Linked DNA regions of Mus musculus: regions 2 and 3 are each linked to region 1. The links are chromatin contacts, called in public HiChIP or PLAC-seq maps. All regions are on one chromosome and are shown on one strand. The core of a region is the stretch at or near the end of the contact, and the rest is flanking DNA. Distances in the headings are between cores, read along the strand shown. Region 1 overlaps Sh3pxd2a (SH3 and PX domains 2A). Region 2 overlaps Sufu (SUFU negative regulator of hedgehog signaling). Region 3 overlaps Gsto2 (glutathione S-transferase omega 2).

The links. HiChIP or PLAC-seq counts read pairs in DNA pulled down with a chosen protein or histone mark.
Region 2: a FOXA1 HiChIP or PLAC-seq map of pancreatic cancer cells shows a contact between it and region 1. The contact joins two enhancer-like sites. A contact is called at or near these places in 2 of 115 datasets of contacts at active chromatin or transcription factors (bone marrow-derived macrophages and pancreatic cancer cells).
Region 3: a contact with region 1 is called in a FOXA1 HiChIP or PLAC-seq map of pancreatic cancer cells. The contact joins two enhancer-like sites. A contact is called at or near these places in 2 of 115 datasets of contacts at active chromatin or transcription factors (embryonic stem cells and pancreatic cancer cells).

The regions. Positions count from the first base shown.
Region 1 is chr19:47,311,860-47,316,310 of GRCm38.p6, forward strand. It overlaps Sh3pxd2a (SH3 and PX domains 2A), which reads right to left. Exons shown (of 15, transcript NM_008018.4): 8 at 2,176-2,307. Among named protein-coding and RNA genes, the nearest start is that of Gm29834, 27 kb to the left of the region's middle. Within about 2 kb of position 2,407, at least 228 of the 459 cell types and tissues checked have an H3K27ac peak or open chromatin away from gene starts, as enhancers often do. A contact at or near this core is called in pancreatic cancer cells, where this site is marked.
Region 2 is chr19:46,457,274-46,461,724 of GRCm38.p6, forward strand. The region is part of intron 8 of Sufu (SUFU negative regulator of hedgehog signaling); the gene reads left to right. Among named protein-coding and RNA genes, the nearest start is that of Trim8, 42 kb to the right of the region's middle. Within about 2 kb of position 2,153, at least 73 of the 459 cell types and tissues checked have an H3K27ac peak or open chromatin away from gene starts, as enhancers often do. A contact at or near this core is called in pancreatic cancer cells, where this site is marked.
Region 3 is chr19:47,884,357-47,888,807 of GRCm38.p6, forward strand. It overlaps Gsto2 (glutathione S-transferase omega 2), which reads left to right. Exons shown (of 9, transcript NM_026619.2): 8 at 300-406; 9 at 1,662-1,949. The coding sequence ends at 1,833. Among named protein-coding and RNA genes, the nearest start is that of Gsto2, 21 kb to the left of the region's middle. Within about 2 kb of position 2,480, at least 135 of the 459 cell types and tissues checked have an H3K27ac peak or open chromatin away from gene starts, as enhancers often do. A contact at or near this core is called in pancreatic cancer cells, where this site is marked.

The sequences.
Region 1 (4,451 bases), core at 1,157-3,656:
GACTGTTTGTTCTGGTCTCTACTTCCAAGCAGCCATGAGGTTATCCTCCTGTTACAGAAGGAATAGGTAAGGCCCAGAGAAATGAAAGGTTCTGAAGTTACCCACCTATTGGTAGTAGCTACAATCTAAGCATAGTTGTTCCCTTATGTGGTCTCTGTGCTGGACTGGGCTGCTCAGATGACAGGGGCAAGCAGGAAAGCAGGTATTCTCCACCATGCTGTTTCTAACACAGACCCACACCACCTTCCCCAAGTTCTTCCTTCACCACAGGCAGGAGCCCATGGGTTATAGATATGGAACGAGAAGGGAAATGGCAAATGAATCCCTGGGGACTTTTTGTTGTTGTTTTTTGAGACAGGACCTTACACAGATGGCCTAGCCACAGATGGCCTCAAACTCACTATATAGATCTGGCTAGCCTCAGAGTCACAGACACTGTCTGCCTCTGTCTCCTGAATGCTAGGATTAAAGGCAGGTGCCACCACACTCAGCCTGGACTCTTGGAACCACGTAGCAGGGCTCTTCTGTCATCCTGGCCAATGGCTCACTGACCCCAAAGACTCCAAGGCTCACTGCCTTCTGCTACTCAGCATCACACAGCAGTGGTGGTGTGACAGGGCACATGTGGCAGCAGGAGAGTCCCCAAGGAACTGGCCTTGCATCCAAAAGCAAGCTCCAGCTCTTCCTAGGAGCAACCTCCCAAGTGAACAGACCTTCTCTCCCCTGACGCCTTTCCTTCTGTCCTGAGAGATCCCTCAGGAGGCCTCAGAGACTCGGGACACAGTCAACCCCCAAAGCAATGTCAGTTTCCTTAGAGATCAGGGAGATGGGGCTGGTAGGACCACCCGTCAACTTACATAGGAAGGGAACCAGTGTGATGTTGACTTGGAATCGAGATCTGACACCAGGTCACGTTCTGTCATGTGTGCAGTGTCACTGCCAACCACCCAGGCACAAGGACAGAGCCTGACTCTCATATGGACAATGACAACACCAGCCTCAGGAGGGGGAGTCTAGCCCTGTGCTCCCCAAAGGATGTCCACTGAGATTTCTTTAGGGTCTCTGCAGTTACTCAGAGGCATTATCATTCAGAGGACTGTTTCTGACCTCAGGAGACTTGTTTCCGCTTCAGCTCTCTGTGCCTCAGTCATTCTATCTACAGAATGGACACAGTGACCCTTTGGATTGTGCTCCTTTCAAAATATTAGAAGGGAACAAAGACAGGCCTCCCTCTTGAAGGGCCCACAAGTGCCACTCCTGGGGTACACCTATATACAGGGCCTGTCCCCAGCAAACTGAAACCAAAATGATCCTGACTCCTTTTAAGTCCCACCGGGCAGGCTGTGGGCAAGCAGCAGAGGATGCTGTGGTTTCAAGGACCCTTTGACTCTCCCTGCAACACGCACAGACTAACTTTTCTCTATCTGCCGAGTGTGCCTTTTCTTGCCAAGGGCATCAAGGGATTTTGATCCATTCTGCAAAAACCCTGGAGCTAGCAGATCCTGCCAAGCCATGGGCATGGTCTCTGTCAGCTCCTAATGACAAAGTGGCCTGCTGCAGGACCCCTTCTGGACCTGGCTTCATCCAGAGCCTGGGCCCTCTTCCCAAGTCCTGGTGGCTTCCAGCTCAGCAGGAGGTGGTCAAACTCACCACCCACTCACTGGCCAGACACTAGCCAACCTCCCACAGGGCCTGGCCCTTCCTCAGACATCTTGCTAGGGGTCTGGGGACTCTGGAACCTATTGTGATGTCATGCCTGCCCTCTCCACCAGCTGGCTGGGTCCTCCCACTCCTGCCTGGATCCTAGCTGGCAGACACACAGCTCGACCAGGGAAAGCTGTCATTGGGCATCTCTGAGCTAAAGCTACCATCTCTGGGCCTCAGATGGCACGGGGTCAGTCCCTGAATGAGGGAGGGATGCTTCCATACCACCTTGGCCTTGCATTAGCACAAGCCAGCTAATTAGCCTCGAGCCAGGGAGACATTCTTCCACCACCAGGCAAACTGCTGGCCTGCAGCCCAAACCAACAGGGGAACTTCAGACTCTTCGGCCCTCTCCCTCTCCCTGCCAGATGGAAATAACGTATAGCTGCAGAGGTGGGGGGAGGAGGAGAGGAACAAAAACCCAGCCGGGCCCAGGAGCCAGGCTGGAACCAGGAGTGGACACGCACTCACCGCTTTCGTTCTTCTCGATGACATCTACCACCTCCCCGGCCTGGAGGCTCAGCTCCGAGTTCTCTTGTTTCTTATAGTTGGACACCACCACGTACTGTTCCAGGATCATGGGCTCGGCGTTGGTGTCGGCACCTGGCGAGGGCAGAAAGCACGCGGTGAGCCAGCGGCCGGCTGTAGCCCCGCGGCCGGGGCGCCCTCTGTCCATCGCCCTCGAGGGAGGCTGCTCGGTCGCCAGCTCTGCACCGCGGAGCAGCCCGTAGCCAGGGCTCGCAGCTTGCCGGGCCCCAAGGACAGGCCATATAGCAAGGCCCCACACCGGCCCGCTGCACCGCGGGGACCGGGGGACATGGGGAGCCAGGGGCCGGGGGGGGGGGAGGAGAAGGGGGTGGAGAGAGGCAGAGACAGGCAGAGACGGAAGCCAAGGAAATTGAGGGAAAAGCCTGCTGCTGCGTGCGAAGCGTTAGTCACAGGCCGGCATGGGGGAGTCTGCTGAGAGGCCCGGGGCCTCCCATCTCTCCAGACTCTTGGGCTGGCCGGGGTGTGAGAGCGGGACCACAGGAGCACAGTGGGCGGCCCATGAAGGCTGAGGCCAGAACACAGGGGCGAGAAAGAAGAGAGAGGGCTGGGAGGTCCAGGAGGCTGGCTGCCTCTACCCCAAGCCTGTAAACCCGGAGAGAAAAGGAGCGGGGCTCCCCTCAGGAGGGAGAGGGAGAGAACTCCACAGCCGAGGTCCAGCAAAGAGTCAAGAGGCTTTGAGGCCGCCAATCACTAGGGCTTACTCGCAACCCTTAAATAGAAACACATGAGACCCGTCGAATGAGGAGCTGGGGGCGGAGGCAGGGGATGGGAGGAGGGCCCAGACTATTTACTTGAAACCCAAGAAGAAAGTCCCAGCGCCAGCGCTGGCGGGCCGAGCGCCCCTCCCTCCCCACGCCAACTTTTCCCCAAGTTCGGCTCCATTCCTGTCCTCCTGGTTCTCCAGGGGCCAGGCAGATAGCAGCTTTAGGCTTTCCAGAGGAGCCTTCCTGGGTCTCTCTGCCATCTCAGCCAGCAGAGGCTGCCCGGTTCCCCTTGTCTTTAAGTGCTGGGAAGTTTTAAAAGCCTTGGAGTCAAAGGCCAGGGTGTATCAGAGAGAGGGCCTGTGAGTCCTGCTTCCAGGAGCAAGGCAGTTCTTTGTCCTGTTTGGCCACTGTATTGGTGTGACATTCATTAAACAAGCACCAAGCTGGCAAATGGACAGGCTGGGTGCCATCTCGGCTTAAAGGGTATATGGCTGGATGTGCCGTCACATCTTTCCTGCTCTTCAACTGATACTGTGGACACTCCCAAAGACAGTATGCCCTGCTAGCCTTATACAAATCCACAAGCCAGAAAATGACTAATCACCTCTTTCAGGAAGCCTTCCCAGACGCTCCACCCCCGAGGGAATTCCTAGTACATTTCTTACAACCATATAGTTGCCAGTCAGTCTGTAATTCCCACAGTAGTGGCTGAGGCAGGAGAATCAGGAAGGAGTTCAACATTAGCCCGGGTTGCCAGTCAAGAAACCTGTCTCAGAACCAAAACAAATGCAAACCTCTACCCATGTTCAGGAAGGCTGGGGCTTAACACCACTAGTGTGGCCATACAAATGGCCTGGCGTTTCCAGTCTCTTGTGGTGCCTCACCCCTCGGACACACCCCTCCCTCTGCATGACTGAGTCTGACTCACATGCCAGGCAGGTATGGCTTCAGTCCACCTCGAGACGGCCCTTCTCTTCCCGTTTACCTCATAAATTAATGAGAGGCTCAGAGAGGAGCTGAAGAGGCACATGTAGTTCCCACAGCTCATATAGAGACAGCCGAAACACACACTCATGGACTTTCCGAAGGTTCAAGTCCGCCTCTCTTCTAATCACAGAATTCTGGTCTGTTTACACACACACACACACACACACACACACACACACACACACACTGTCCTTCTGACACAATGACCCTTTGCTTAGACATGTCACAGGAGCCTTTAATCCCCAAACTCTCATGCCCAGGCTTCAGAGAGCCAGTTTTAATGGGTGGGGCCTCAGTGTGAATCACTTTGCATAGCCCATCTTGTCCCACGGTTCAGATATGCAGCCAAAGTGAGAGGCACTGTTTAGACCTCTGTGACCTTTGTGAAGAAGGGTCTTTCAGGGTCTGTGGCCAGAAGATGCTAGGAGATCAAAAGAGGCTCTCCTGGGAGAGCCTCCCATGGGCCTGGTACTTTTCTCTCACAGATGTGGGGCTTTGCAGCCACAG
Region 2 (4,451 bases), core at 903-3,402, 850 kb before region 1:
GCCACTGTAAGAAGTAGATGCTATTATGTATTTTCCTTTTTACAGAAGAAAAAGGTGAGGCCAGGGAGCTGATAAGTAGCTTAGGGCACACTCAACAAGTGTGGTCCTCCTTGCCCTGTGCTCAGGGACCGTGAGGTGAGGACCATGCGGGCTGTGCCTCTGAGATAATAATGATCTCACCAGAGGAACTCAGGTAACTAACTGGTTGTAGCATGAATAGGGACAAGCTCTCACATGGCACCGAGGACAAGCTAGGTCCATGTTAGCAGATTGCCAGGCTTATTTCACTGTAAGAAAGACCTCTCATTAGCCCCGATGATTCTAGAAATAATGAGCTGTGTCATAACTGGCTCATTTATAGAATTACTTTTAGACACAGGCCTCATTTTCTTCTTCAGAAACAAACCCTATCTCTGGCTCATCTCCCACCTCAGGACCAGGGGATTTCTTTCTTTCCGGAGCCCTATTTCCTGCTTCCCAGAAAGGCAGCCCCTCTGGTAACCTGTTCTGCTCGATCCACTGTTGCCAGCCTTCTTCCCACTGCCTTCCTGGAAGGCAAGTCCTGGGCCCTCTTTGGGGCGTCTTCAGCATTTCACAACCCTTGCATTCCAGCCATGAAATTTGTATCTGCCTTTTCCCAAGATGATCAGTTGAGAAAAGCCTCCTTCGGCTTGCTGGCGCCTCCCTTCCCACTGCCTGCTCGGGTGAGTTTGGGAAGCAGCCCTTTGTGCCACATGAGGACAGCCTGGTCCAGAGCTGTTCCTGCCAACACTTGTTGGGATCCAGGGTGGGAGTCATGGGACATCCTGTCTGTCTGAGGTCCCTGGTCAGCCAGAGGCTGATATTAGCTTTCCTGCCTCTCCATGGGCATGGTGACAGGCGAGCCTGTGTGGTCAGGTGTGTGCAGGGGAAGGTCTGTTTCTGTAAGCTGCTCCTCTAGCATCCTGTCCCTGTCCTCACTTAGCCAGTGACTCACTGAAGAGGAGAGTTCCATAAGCAACTCTGGGTCTTACATCTTCCCAAAGAGGGGCAGGCATCATGTGTGTGTACATGTGCGTTAGAGAGAAGGCTCTTGAGGAGTCAGAAGGCCTTTCAAAAGCAAGCAAGCTTAGTATCACTGCTTAGCCAGGCCTCTTATTTGTCTAAAATAGCACCCGAAGTGTGTCAGGATGCTCCCCCCACCCCTTAATTTCCTGAAGAATGAATTCTCCTGTTGTGATATTACCTCTGTAAGATTTCCACATAACACACACACACACTCACTCGTCCCTCCCTCCCTTCCTTCTTTCTATTTATTATTTATTTATTTATTCTTACTTATTTATTTCTGTTTAAGATGGAAGTCTTACTCTGTAGCCCAGACTGGTCGGGAACTTACAGGTAGCCAATAGCACAGGCTGGCCTAAACTCAGGGCCGTGCTCCTTCCTTGGCCTTCCGAATAGTGGGGTTGCAGGTAAGAGCCACACACACAGACCTGCTCCTCTCTTTACCTCTGTGCAGGCCTCTGCCCCCGTCTTTGGATGGGGTGACTTTGCTGCCCCTCACTCCCATCTCATCCTGGCCGGCCGGCCGGGGAGTTGTTCTTTAGCTGTTTGTTTTGTTCAGCCTATGGTGTCCATGAAGTGTAATTAGAAGAAGCTCTCTGGTTTCATCCACTCTGCCAGTGGGTTTGGGTGAAGGAGGTGAGTTTCCCCCTAGGAAGGCAGCTGGTTGCTGTGGTGCCACTTTGTACGTAGGACAGATTAGGATGTGACCCCGCTGTCGGTCGGGGTTATGTGTTAGGGCAGCAGACAGCCTGGAGCCTCTCTGTCACGGTGGCTTCACTCGCAGTTCTGATACTGGCACAGTACAGTCGCTTGCTCTGGAAAGCCCAGAGAGAACCCTGCTTCAGGGCTACAGTGGAGAGGCCAGGGCCTCGTCTCCACTGCTCCTGGAACACGGGCTTTGTTTTGGCTCCTTCACTGTGAACCTAGCTGTCGTGCTAAAGGTCTGTATGGCCGTGCTCAGAGCCACGTCTGAAAGGACAAAGCTGACGTGGCTCAACATATGTTTTGACTCTGGTCTTTGCGCCACTTCTGCAAAGAGACCAAGCAGTGGCCATCGTTCAAGGTTCCTGGCTGGCGCTTTGAGTCTAGGTGCAAACACTGCATCCCCTTCACCACGTTGCACAATCGGGAATATTTTTATCATCTATCCTTGATCTTCGGTGTCACCCAACACTTCAGCAGTGAGTCATTTCTGCAGGGAAGGGAAAGGGAAGGTTCAAAGGTGACAGCTGAAGAAAGGAAATGACTCAGTGTCTCAGAGAAAGGAAAGCTTGGGGCAGAGTGGGCTCTCACCCGAGACTACAGGGGTCCTGGCCTTACCCCCAAGCCAGAGGAGCCAGGTGAGATGGAGTGGCCAGAGGATCTTCCGAAGCTCAGCACCTCTGTTACGATCTTGTTCCGCCTGCCTTTGTCCTTTCAGCTTCGTGTGGTGTGTGTGTATGTGTGTGTGTGTGTGTGTGTGTGTGTGTGTGTGTGTACGTGTGGGTGCACGTGTGTGCATGTGTGATGTTTGTGTGAAGCAACATTGCCCCTCATCAGTACTGTCAGTGAGACACGGCCCTGTGCTTCCCTCTCCCTCACACCCTTTCCCAGGCCTGACCTGAGGAGAGGCCTACAAGTGGCTCTTTCTCTGGAAAGTTCAGAGCTTCTGTCAGCAATCAGAAAGCAATGGGAATAATCTCCCAGGCAAAAAGCCAAAGCCAGAGGTGGCACTGGGGCTTTGCCAGGCCACTGTACTTCACTTCTGATTTGTCACCAAGCCCAGTGTCCTGCTTCCAGGTGTCCCCAAGGAGAAGGTCTCAAGTCATGTGGCCAGTGTAGACGTCATGAGTATCACAGGATGAGGACTGTGGCTAGCAGGAATTTCAGCTGCTTGGTTCTTCCTCCCACCCCTGTTGCCATGGATAGAGGCAGAGAGCGCTGCTTCAGTGAGTGTGGAGAAGTAAGACCTTTCCAGAGGGGAGAGAACTATAGATTAGGTTCTGCCAGTCTGCTGTGAAGGCAGGGTGACTGGAGCATGTGCCATACACCACCTAGGACTGCAAATCAGGAGGCTTGTCTTTCCACTGGAAGGTGTGCTAGGCTATGTGGAAAGTCACCTTATACAGTGAGAAGGGTAAATATAGATCGTGTTATACAGACGGTGGTAACAACAAAGAGGAGGATTAGGTCCACTTCTGAATTGTCATGGTAGTCACTCCTTGATCTTTTGGCAAAGATCAAGTATAACCATTCTACATACCTGCCCTCTGTGCTCTGAACACAGGCAGGACCCTAGGCTGGAGAGTTCTTGAGGCTGAGTAGGTATTATATATCACCTATGGGGCAGGGGATTGCTGTTTCCCCCCACTTCACGCAGTAGAGTGCCGTTGCCCCGATTCTATTAGTATAGAGTCAAGCCAGGGCATGGTAGTACAAGCCTCTAATCCCAGAACGTGAGAGCAGAGGCAGGCAGAGTGCTGCAAGTTTAAGAAAGCCTGGTCTACATAGGGAGTTTCAGGCCAACCAGGGCTACATAGACACTGTCAAACTCCATGAAATCGGCCCCTGCAGAATCAAGGCACTAGGAATAAGCACCAGTCAGTGTTTGAACCGTGGTCCTTTGCCTGAAGAGCCACATCTCTTTTCCACTGTGTACACTTGCAAATGGAGACAGAGCAGAACATGGTGACACATAGTTGGAGTCTCAGCAGGTGCGTATTGAGGCAGAACAGTCTAAAGTTCTAGACTGGATGGATAGACAGACAGACTCCCTGTTTGTTAAAATAAATAAGCAGGATGTAGTGGCACATGCTTTTAATCCCATCACTCAGGAGGCATCGGCAGAGAGATCTCTGAGTTCAGTGCTAGCCTGGTATATATGATAAGTGTGTACACACAGGTCATGGGGCTACGTAGAGAAGCCCTGTCTCAAAGAAACAATAAAGAGCCGGGAGGAGGTAGCACACTACTTTGATTCCAGCACTCAGGAGGCAGAGACAGGCAGATCTTTGATTTCTAGGTAGCCTACAGAGCAAGTTCTAAGACAGCCAAGCCTTGTCTCGAAAAAACAAAGACCTGATGATGATGATGGTGATGATGGTGGTGATGGTGATGATGGTGGTGGTGGTGGTGGTGGTGATGGTGATGATGGTGGTGGTGATGGTGGTGATGGTGATGATGGTGATCAGTAGGCAGAGGCATTTGCTCCTGAGCCTGACACCTGAGTTGGACCCCTGAGATCCACAAGGAGATGAATTGGCTCCTACAAGTTGTCCTCTGACCATCATACATGTTATGGTATGTGTGTACTTATGCATATATAATATACATACAGATAAGTACATGCGGAGGACTGTAGAAACGTCTCAGTGAAGAACCTAGGTTTGTTTCCCAGCCTCCCACAGCGGCTCACAACCCTCTGG
Region 3 (4,451 bases), core at 1,230-3,729, 570 kb after region 1:
AATTGCTCTTTCCAAATTCTCCAGTCAATGAGCCATGTTTTTTTTTGTTTTGTTTTGTTTTTTTTTTTTTTTTTGTTCACTGTTGAAGAAAGGCAGAGACCAGGATGTGGTCAAGACAGGCCCTCAGGGACTTGGAGGAGGCACCGTGGGGAGGGACAAAGTGGTCTCTTGAAGACAGGAGACTGACAAGCTAGTTCTCCTTCCTTGTAATTAATATGATACTTATATTTAGCATCTGCAGCATACGTCAGCAAATCAGAGTATACATTAACTGGCTATGGTCCTGTGTATATTTCTAGATTCTTGAATATCAGAACACTACCTTCTTCGGCGGAGACTGTATATCCATGATTGATTACCTCGTCTGGCCCTGGTTTGAGCGCCTGGACGTATATGGACTGGCTGAGTAAGACATCTGGTTATGTGACTGCAAATTCAATGAGTGCCAATTGTTGAGAAGCTCTGGGTCCCACCGCGCCCCCCCCTGCCCCCACGTGGACTGTCTCAGGCTGTTTGTGAAACAAAAACCAGGACTGAGCTCCACCCATGCATGGTTCCGTGTCCAAATATACCTGTGTCCTTCTCCTACTGAGTACAGGCTCATGCTTCCTACATGTCTATGGCTAAGAAAGATTCTGAGTGCAAATTACCTGCACCCCCCACTCCCGCCACCATGCTTCAGAGACCACTGTCCCCTGTGCATCCACAGAAACAGAAAAAAATTATCTGTAGCTCCCTCCATGGCCACACACACACACACACATGGTCCTGCTGAGTCACTCGGAGCATGCCACGTGTCTGAGTCCCATCTCATGTCCCCCCGCCCCCCCCCCCCAAATAGAAGTGCCCTTTGAAAATCAGGTTTCCAAAGCAACCCACGTGTTACTCTTCATATAAACAAAGTAGCAGCCACGTATCACACACCAGTGCCACACTCTAAGCATGTTTAAAGTGTGGCAGGGATATTTAAAGCTCAGAGGTGACACTGGCCACGTGCAGTGCTTCTGACTCGGACACCAGCCAGCCACATCAGGCATGCCTGGCATCTCTAGGGTTTGGAAAGTAGCTCTTTGGATTAGACACAAGACTGGGTGGCAAGACATACAGGTAACTTATAAGCCCACCTCCTTCCACGGCAGGGTGGAGAGCCCCAGATTAGTAAGACTCTAACAAGTGTCCTGGCCGCCAGCCTACCAGCTGTCTGACCTTAGTGGGTCGTCTGCCAGACCCTAGACTGGAATTCCCAGTCCATGTTGTAAAAGCCTGGCTTTCAAGGGTTCATGCTTGCTTTAAATTTATTTTTAAAATGTTTTGGGAAGCCACTCTTTTTTTCAAAGCCTTAAAAGTAAAAATCTGCAAATGGTCTAAGACTGTTGGCTAGAGAGGTTGTCAGACAGTTAGTCTGTTAGCCATGAAATCAAGATGCTGGATCCCCCTGCCTCAGTTCACAGGTGCCCTGTCACTTTCACAGAAGCCACTGTGACAGTGTCAACAGTTGGACACCCGGTTCCAAGTAAGCCCTTTTCCTCAGCAAAGATCAGGCTTACCGGATAATAACCAAGCTTACCATATTTCCCAAAGAAATCCATAGTTTTGTTTCTTTCTCATCTACAGAGTGATAACTGTCCTCGTCCCCACCCTGTCCCTTTCCTGTCTTGCAGCTGCGTGAATCACACCCCGATGCTGCGGCTCTGGATAGCCTCCATGAAGCAGGACCCTGCAGTGTGTGCTCTGCACACTGATAAGAGCGTCTTCCTGGGCTTCTTGAATCTCTATTTCCAAAACAACCCTTGTGCCTTTGATTTTGGGCTGTGTAACCCAATCATACGATAATCCAGGCATTGCCCGGGACTCTCGGTCATTCTGATGTCTGCATCACGGGTCATCTTGGGGTTCCGTGTATTTGTTCTTTTTTTTTGAGGTCCCTAATAAATATGGATGTGTAAAATATAGTCTAATTATCACGGGTCTGACTCCTGAAGCCTGTAGCCTCTAATGATTCTCTAGAAAGTGCCCAGCACAGAAGCAGAAGGGCATTTTGGGAGGTAGTGTGACCCCTGGCTGCCTGGCCTCTGGCTAGTTTGATTTCCAGACTACTGGCCACAGCGCTGGTACGACGGGCCTGATTGACAGACGTTTGTCACTGTAGGTTGGAACTCATCAAAAGTTTCTCTGGTGAGAAGAAAACTTGAGAAGATGGAGAGGGGGGAGGGGGAAGAGGAGAGGGAGGAGGAGGGAGAGGAGGAGATGAAGAAAGAAGGAAGGAAAGGAAAAAAGAAAAAAAAGAAAGAAAGAATCCAACCACACATACTCTATGATGAAATATGGTCTTTTAGCAAAGAAGCGCCGCTGCCCCCATGGGGAGGCGTGTGTGTCATTCCTGTTCAAACTTTGGCCATGAGCCTGGGAGACACCCAGGGTCTTGTGACTGGAAAGAATTCCAAAGCAGGAAATGAAACACCCATTTATCACCCTGGACTAACTACGTCAGGATCTCACTAGTGTTGCTGGGGCTCAGGATGTCTCACAACATATTTTATTAACCAGCATCCTGTCTCCAAAACACCCTCCCCCCTGATCCCACTCACAGGCAAAGGTCACCGCTGGATACGTGTCACATACGCAGTTGGTTCCAACAGATGCTTCTGGTTGCTTGGTGGGTCCATCAATCCTGGACCACTGGAGGATAACTGATGGAGACTCGAACCTTGCCCGTGGAGATCTCCCATCTTTGCACCAGCTTGGTCTGGGGGTTAGCCCAGTGTACTGGACCTTGCCCTGCAGTGGTGGTCTGACTTGGCTTTTCTGTAGCCCTCTATCAACTTGGCCAGGCAGCACCACACCACCTAAGATGGAGAAGACATCGGTTTGCCTGAGGTGGCTGGTCTGCCAGCAGGTGACTTCAGCAGAAGGCTGCTGCCACCACTTCCTCTACAGAAGGATTGTCCCATGCTGTTTTTAGCTAGTGTATCCTCATCTGCCTGTGGTTGTTTTGTGTTGTTGTCTCTTAAGATTCTTCCAGCATTTCAGTATCCCCAGCCATGCCCAGAGGCCAGGCAACAGCGAGTGTGAAGTTCCGACTTCAACGTGCCCCTGCTTTGGACTTAACCCAGACCAACCCTCCCTACTCCCTACATTTCAGCTGGCTCTGCCAGCTGTTGGTCACAGGCTTCCTTTTCCACCACATAAGTAGTTACCAGGTGCTACGCCATGCCGGTTGGACAGAGGCAGGCCTATTTGGCAAGGTGACCAGGCCTGCCAGAAAAGACAGGCATGTGACAGGCAGTCTGTGGAACCATCTGTTCCGGATGTGGTGCCCCGTTGCTGTGGCACCCGAGCTACTGTAGAGTCCGTGAACCACTGCTTGCTGGGATCTGAGCTCGGAAGGAGGGAATTGTTCCTGTGGTCTCTACCAGGGCTGCTGGGTCTGATTAACTCTGCAGGTGTCTAGAGAGGCTCCAGCCTGTGGCCAAACTGTTGGTACAGAAGTGGTATCTCTCTGGGTTAGAGAGTTGCTTTCTTGAGGCTTCACAGTAATTTACAAAGCTTGAAGAACCTGGAAACATAGGCTGGAGAGAATAATAACCAAGGGCAAGGTCACAGGCTGATGACCCACAGCCTTGTCTGGGGTCCGGATGCCCTTTGGGTGTGTGTGACTTCTGCAGGCCACCAGGGTCCTGGCTCCCTTCACTGCTTTGCTCTTGTTACTTCCTGCTCCTCTTTGCTGTTATATTTTCTTTTTTTTTAAAGTTTTTTTTTTTTTTAATGTGTGTATAAGTGTGTTGCTCTGTGTATGCATGTGCGTCACATGTGTGCCCGGTGCCCAAGGAGGAAGTCAGAAGATGGCACAGGTCCTCTGGGACTGGAGTCACACGGCTGATTTCCCCCATGTAGGTGCACACCCAGGTCCCCTGCAAGAGAGCAAATGCTCTTAACCACTGATCCATCTTCCCCGCCTCTCCTCTGGTTCGTGATGTCACCTTCCTAACTCACGCAGCAAGGTGGAGTCACCAATCTCTGGCCGAAACGAGGACTGAGCCTGAAGAATATGAAACAAATCAATAATATTTCATGAAGAGTTCTTATGGGGGTTGGGGAGGAAAATATAAATGTTAAACATGAATGATGGCCGGGGTGGCTGCTCAGTCACGTGTTTGCCACACAGTTTAAGGACCTGAGGTTAGATGCCTGGCATTTATGTACAATGCTGGACATGGTGGGCACATACCTGTGATCCCAGTACAGTGGAGGCAGGGACAGGAGGCATCCAGGAACTCGCTGTCCAAGCTAGTCTAGCTAGATTGGTGTGCTTCCAGAGCAACAGGAGACTTGGTCTCAAAAAATAGAACCTGGAGGGATGCTCAGAGGTTAAGAGCAGTAGCTGCTCTTTCGAAGGACCTGGGTTCGATTCCCGGCACCCACATGGCAGCTCACAACCACCTGTAACCCCA